Linked DNA regions of Mus musculus: region 1 is linked to region 2. A link is a contact called in public HiChIP or PLAC-seq data. All regions are on one chromosome and are shown on one strand. Each heading gives the region's core, a stretch centred on a gene start, on an enhancer-like site or on the middle of the called end of the contact. The rest is flanking DNA. Distances are from core to core; before and after follow the strand shown.

What was found. HiChIP or PLAC-seq counts read pairs in DNA pulled down with a chosen protein or histone mark.
Region 1: an H3K27ac HiChIP or PLAC-seq map of VIP interneurons shows a contact between it and region 2, with 21 times the contacts expected there. The contact joins two enhancer-like sites. A contact is called at or near these places in 11 of 484 Hi-C or Micro-C datasets (B cells, the G1E-ER4 cell line, cerebellum and 7 more), 3 of 115 datasets of contacts at active chromatin or transcription factors (VIP interneurons, cardiomyocytes and heart atrium) and 1 of 9 other capture datasets (embryonic stem cells).

Annotation. Positions count from the first base shown.
Region 1 is chr1:82,450,835-82,453,695 of GRCm38.p6, reverse strand. It overlaps Col4a4 (collagen, type IV, alpha 4), which reads left to right. Exons shown (of 48, transcript NM_007735.2): 48 at 302-2,861. The coding sequence ends at 565. Among named protein-coding and RNA genes, the nearest start is that of Gm46095, 80 kb to the right of the region's middle. Within about 2 kb of position 1,570, at least 21 of the 459 cell types and tissues checked have an H3K27ac peak or open chromatin away from gene starts, as enhancers often do. A contact at or near this core is called in VIP interneurons, where this site is marked.
Region 2 is chr1:81,315,698-81,318,589 of GRCm38.p6, reverse strand. All of the region lies in intron 6 of Nyap2 (neuronal tyrosine-phophorylated phosphoinositide 3-kinase adaptor 2), which reads right to left. Among named protein-coding and RNA genes, the nearest start is that of Nyap2, 240 kb to the right of the region's middle. Within about 2 kb of position 1,324, at least 14 of the 459 cell types and tissues checked have an H3K27ac peak or open chromatin away from gene starts, as enhancers often do. A contact at or near this core is called in VIP interneurons, where this site is marked.

The DNA.
Region 1 (2,861 bases), core at 321-2,820, 1.1 Mb before region 2:
TACTGCAGACTATGGACTGGTGAGATTTAGGGCCATCATTATTGCTTTTATCTTTTCTCATCAATTATTCTATTGGTAAGTCTGGTAGAAGATGGATTTATTTCAGCCATCAGTGAAATTGGCTCCATTTGGCACACACACACGACACACTTCCTACTGCTGTTCAGCAGATTGTAAATTGTTCTTTATGGAGTGACTTAAGGAGGGATTTTAGAGTAGAGCCAGACCTGGGCATGCCGCTGGTTCTGTCCTGGTGGTCTTGAGTACCTGAGCTCTAATTCTTTATTCCTTGTCTGGGTAGCACACTGGAGCTGGGGACCAAGGAGGTGGGCAGGCACTGATGTCACCTGGCAGCTGCCTAGAGGACTTCAGAGCTGCACCGTTCGTTGAATGCCAGGGCCGACAGGGAACCTGTCACTTTTTTGCAAACGAGTACAGCTTCTGGCTGACCACCGTGAACCCAGACCTGCAGTTTGCCTCTGGCCCGTCACCAGACACCTTGAAAGAAGTTCAGGCCCAGCGCCGGAAAATCAGCAGGTGCCAGGTTTGCATGAAGCACAGCTAAAGAATTCAAAACATGCCAACATGCCAACCCGCATCAAGGCAGACATCCAGTGGAAGACAAACTTCCTCAACTATTCCAGCAAATTCAGTGGTGCTCTCTCCAGACTTCTGCCATGCCTTGTTCTCAGCGTGGTTATTCCCGGCCTCTCCTCCTCCTCCTCCTCCTCCTCCTCCTCCTCCTCCTCCTCCTCCTCCTCCTCCTCCTCTATGGATCAAGCAAACACTGTACATGTGGAGTTGCTCCCCCTTCTCCTTTTATTGAGATTATAGAGAACAGACTTTATTTGAACATGTGTTAATTCCCAAAAAAGCAAGCGGATGACAAAGACCAGATTATAAACTTCATTCATTGGTCGATAGAGTCTCAAACAACTGAAGTCAATTATTCTGTAATCTATTGGGCTTCTGGCTAGATTTTATAGGAAAAAAAATATAAATAGGCCAACAAAGGAAGCGATGAAGTAGAGATTTTTCAGTGTTTCAAAATGATTCCCTCTATAATCTTTTTTTTTTTTTAAGCCAGGCACTTTAAATAATTGTGAGACCATGGCCCAAAGAGGTTTTTAAAAAGGAGGAAGAAAAAGAAAACCAACCTTTCTACACTGCCAGCATTAGCAGATCATTTCAAAGCAGAAATGGGTCATTATGCAGGAAGGCCTGCAGTCCTGTATTCCAGAGCCTCGAGATTAGCATAAACACTTCACAGATGAATATAAAACATTATGTTCTCTTCTGCATTTTACAGAGAATGGAAATGCCTACTTTGGCAACCCCTTTGAAAAGTAGCAATTATAGAAGAAATATATTCAATAAGGGATTAGGGGCCTAAAAGCTATTAATGAATATTAAGGTAGTGATTCACAAAAATTGACTCCCCCGTCCCAGGGAACTCGCAAACAGACCACTTTTCCCCAGTCGGGGGCCAGCATGTCCTCCTGCTAATGGGACTGAAGCCACATGGGGCTTGCTCAGGCAAGGGAGAGCCTGATGCAAAGCCACTGGCTTTCCTTCCCAGGAGAAACTGTGAGGCTCCTCCTCCAGATGGATAATGGTGACTCACTCCGGAAGTGACAGGGCTATCATTATGCACTTGGGAGAAAATTAAGGGCTGACTTAATTAAACTTAGGTAAGAAGATTCGTTTATGTCAGGGTCACCCCACCAGGAAAGCATGGGGCTCTCTTGAACAGAAACAAAGACTATAGCCAATCTGAATTTTGTGTCCCTGTGATTTTTTTTTTTTAAATTGGAGAGCATCTGTCTCTCCAATTTTCAAACATTCTTTATATTGTATTAGCATCATGGCAAGACAGTTGTTTGACACTGGTACTTAGCAGCTCCTGTACACGGGTAGGATCTCTGTCAATTTGCAGTGACTTTTCTGCATACCAAAAGGTCTGCTTGCTATCAAGTTGGGGATGCCTACAAACCACAAATTGAAAGGTTTGCTAGGAAAGATTTTTTATTTTTTTTTGAAACTCACCTTCCTCAGCCAAAGTAAAATTGCCATTTTAATGGAAAGGAAGGATTTTTTCCCCACTGAGAGAGACACTCATGTCAGAGCTCACTTTTCAGTGCACTTTAGAATAATTGAAAGAAAAACTCAATTAAAATGTGGTTTCCGAGGCTGGGGGGCAGGGGGGCGACTCGGGCTAACAGCATTTACTGCTTTTTCAGAGGAGGATCTGAATTCAGTTCCTGGCACCCAGGAACTGGCTCCCAGTCACCAGGAACTCCAGTCCCCCTTTCTGGCTCCTAGGGGCCCTTCTGTACCCATGCAAACGCCCACCCACAGACATACTCATACACATAGAAACAAAAGTAAATAATGATACTTCTAAAGAGTGTTTGCCTTGCCATCATTTGGCCAATGATGAATTCCTTCATGCAGAATACATTTAGCATTTTTATCTCTGTAGGATGTCTATGGGATGGCATTTTAAGATAAGTTTCTGGTAAATAACATTTTATTTTATTATGTTTTAAGATAGCACCCCAGTCTATAGTTCAAGTTGGCCTGAAACTTGCTACACAACCTCACATTGGCTTCAATATCCTGGCAATTGCCTGGCGTCCCAGAAGTGTTAGAAGCCCAGCCTTTAAAAAAAAAAAAAAAAAAACACGGTTTTTGTTTTGCTTTGAAGACGTTGTCTCTGCTTGGTCTGGAACTTGCTATATAACCAGGGCCAAACATCTCTATTTTAACATAAGATATTTTCTCGATGTAACAGAAGTTTTTCTATTGACCCATTTGATTCTAAGTTCAATGCTGTGCATGTTAAATATTTTTTGAGTGTC
Region 2 (2,892 bases), core at 75-2,574:
TTCCCATGAAATTTTAGAAAAGAATGGAAAAGAACTCAACCTCCAAAGATGGGGGTCACAATTTGTTCTGAATTTTTAACACAGCAATGGAGATGTTGTCACTGTCAGCAAACAAAGTATGGAGATTACTGGCTACTGCACATGGGTTGTGGGGGAAGGCAAATCCTTTTGAAGTTTCAACAATGAGAATTGTGGATTAATGCTAACTCTCCTTTTGAATTAAAAGACACTTCATTCCTTTATGGTAATATATACAACTGAGACTGCTCCTCACCTAAAACACCATTGGTTCTACAATCAGTATGTTATTAGAGTTATGACTTCCAAGTGATAGCCACTATGGGTGGGGGCTGTCATGTCATGTTAGAGCACTCGCCTTATGTGAAGAACTAAAGTATACCTCTTCCCACATTAAAGTAGTTTTTAATTCCCTGAATTCTGATGACTCTCCTATGCTCAGTATCAAGAAATTCCCATACTCTACGCTGACCAAATATAACTTTAGCTTCTCTACCAATGCACTGTTCCTAGAAGACCAGAAAGTAGACCAGATTTGGCCCATGGCATCAAGCATATGGTCCAGTTTTCCACTGACTAACAGCAAATTCTGAGGGTCTTTCTGGAATCAGATAACCCAAAGAGAAAGGCTCAGAGAGGTTGTGGTCACTGGTCGATGGAGAGCATCTGCTGCTTAAGTCACATTACAGGTCCCGAATTTCCCCCAGCTAATCAGAGTCACAACATAACACACCCCTTCCCTTTTCATGGAGACTGGTCCCAGTCTCAAGGGGGCACAGATGAATGCAAACACTTCCTGTCATTTACTCCCCAAGCAATATCCCTTCCCACAGGCTAGCTATGCTTTAGACAAAGGGAAACAAACACTCCAGACAGGTGTGTTAGATAACAGGTGCTCACTGTTTTACGTTGACATCAAGTTATTTCATTTGACGACACAGGGGTATACAGCCCTTCTTAGCATGACTTCTCAGAAGACACTTTAAACGCACATGTTCAGCACTCAAACACTGAGTGAATCTGGACTCAGTGCCCCAAACCTTGTGAGTTGGCCTCTCTTTGAGAGCCGCAGTCTTCTCATCTAGTTCCCCCAGGGGAAAGGAAGGCTTAGTTTTATCCTTCCTTGGCACTACCCAGCAGCTCCCAGAATAGACAGTTAATTACTGAAAATCTCTTCGACCTCACTCTGGAGAATTAGATCCTAGGCTCTGTAGCTTCACCTGACTCCCTCTGCTATGAAGGGGCTCTCTGCACCCCATGTGACAAACCTGCCAGAGCATCCTTCTGCAAGCCAGCTGAACCAGGGAAGGCAGGCTGCTTGTCCTCCTACTCAACACAAAATGGAGACAGAGCTGCTGGTCGTGACTACAGAGAAGGCTAAAGATGTCTTTGGTCTTTCATCCTCCCGCCCAGCTGCTGGAGAGCCAGGGGAGTCTTTCAATTCTCAAAGGAACCTCAGCTTCCTGACTCTCCTGCAGGTCTAATACTCCCTCGTTAGTCCTGAAATCCTATTACTGAAAAGGCCATGTGTTTGATTCACACGAGGCTATGGTGAGGCCCACACCTCCTAAAAGTGGCATTTTTCACTGACACATAAAAGACCCACGGTCATTATATATATGGTTACAAAGAAATTTTAGAAGTGCTGGTCTTTAGCCAGATCCCTGTTGTTCTGCAACACAGAATACAAGATAAATTACTGCTTGCTGCTTCCTAAGCAAGTGCTGAGAAATCTACTGCAGGGTTTTAGGAGAAAAAGCTGACAGTAAGGAGGAAACGCTGAGGCAATACTGCCCCCTTGTGGCAGCACAAAACCATGCAAATGGTGTGGACATTAAAACATGTTTATTAGCATATCAAATATTCATGTACAGTAAGTTGTCATTTATCAAACAAAATTTGCTTCTGTTGCGTCTCTCTCTGGTCTCTTCTACTTACCCGCATCCTCCCCCTGGGTTCGTCCCAGTCTGGTAGACCCCTTTCAAATGCTTTCACGCCACATGTGCCTTTTGGCCCTAGAACCCGTCTTGCTCCCCTAGAACAATCGCCTATCTGGTGTTCTAGAATATACACATTCTCACAACAGTCAACATTTGCCTGTGTGTAAATAAGAGTATTTAGTGTTTAGGATCTCCTACAGACCCAAGTTACAAAGGTCGAAAAGCCCACGGCTACCCTTTCCACTGGCCAGGAAGAAGCCCACTGATGTCATTTTTACCTCTGAAAATCTATCACAGTTTTAAAGGTCCTCCGATAAAAGGTTCAATGACCTCGCCTTCTGAACTATTCCGAAGTTTTCTCGAAATCTAATAAAATTGCCATTTAGACCATCATGTGCCCGTTTCTTCTAGTCCAACCTGACTGCTATTAAGAGGGAAAGCAGTCTCTGTTCCTTTATTTATTTGTACGTGGTCAAAGCCAGGGAGACAGGGTCACAGCAACTGTGGCTTAGGTAGAGGAGTTGATCAATTTTGTTCAGAAAATCTCACAGTGGGGACCAGCAATGCTATGTACACACGCTGGGACAACGTCTTCATGTGAATGTGCTGTCATCATTGTCTCATGAAGGCAGGTCCCTGGCGCTCTCTGAGGTTTTATACAAACCCCTCTCCTCAGAGGGCATTTCAGTGACAGGGATTGAATGGTTTCATCTAAACATTTGGCTCTTCACCCTTTTCTAGGCATATAACTAGAAAATGGAGTAACAGCTTATATTCTTTCCTCTTGTCAGTGGAAATTTGAACATAATTAATTATTACCATGTCTTTTTATCATTAATACAAAGGCAGCTTGATGTTTTTATTTCCATCTTAGACTTCTTTATCCTAATTTCTGTTGTTTTCATCTTTTTAAAGATTTGTTTATATTATTTTT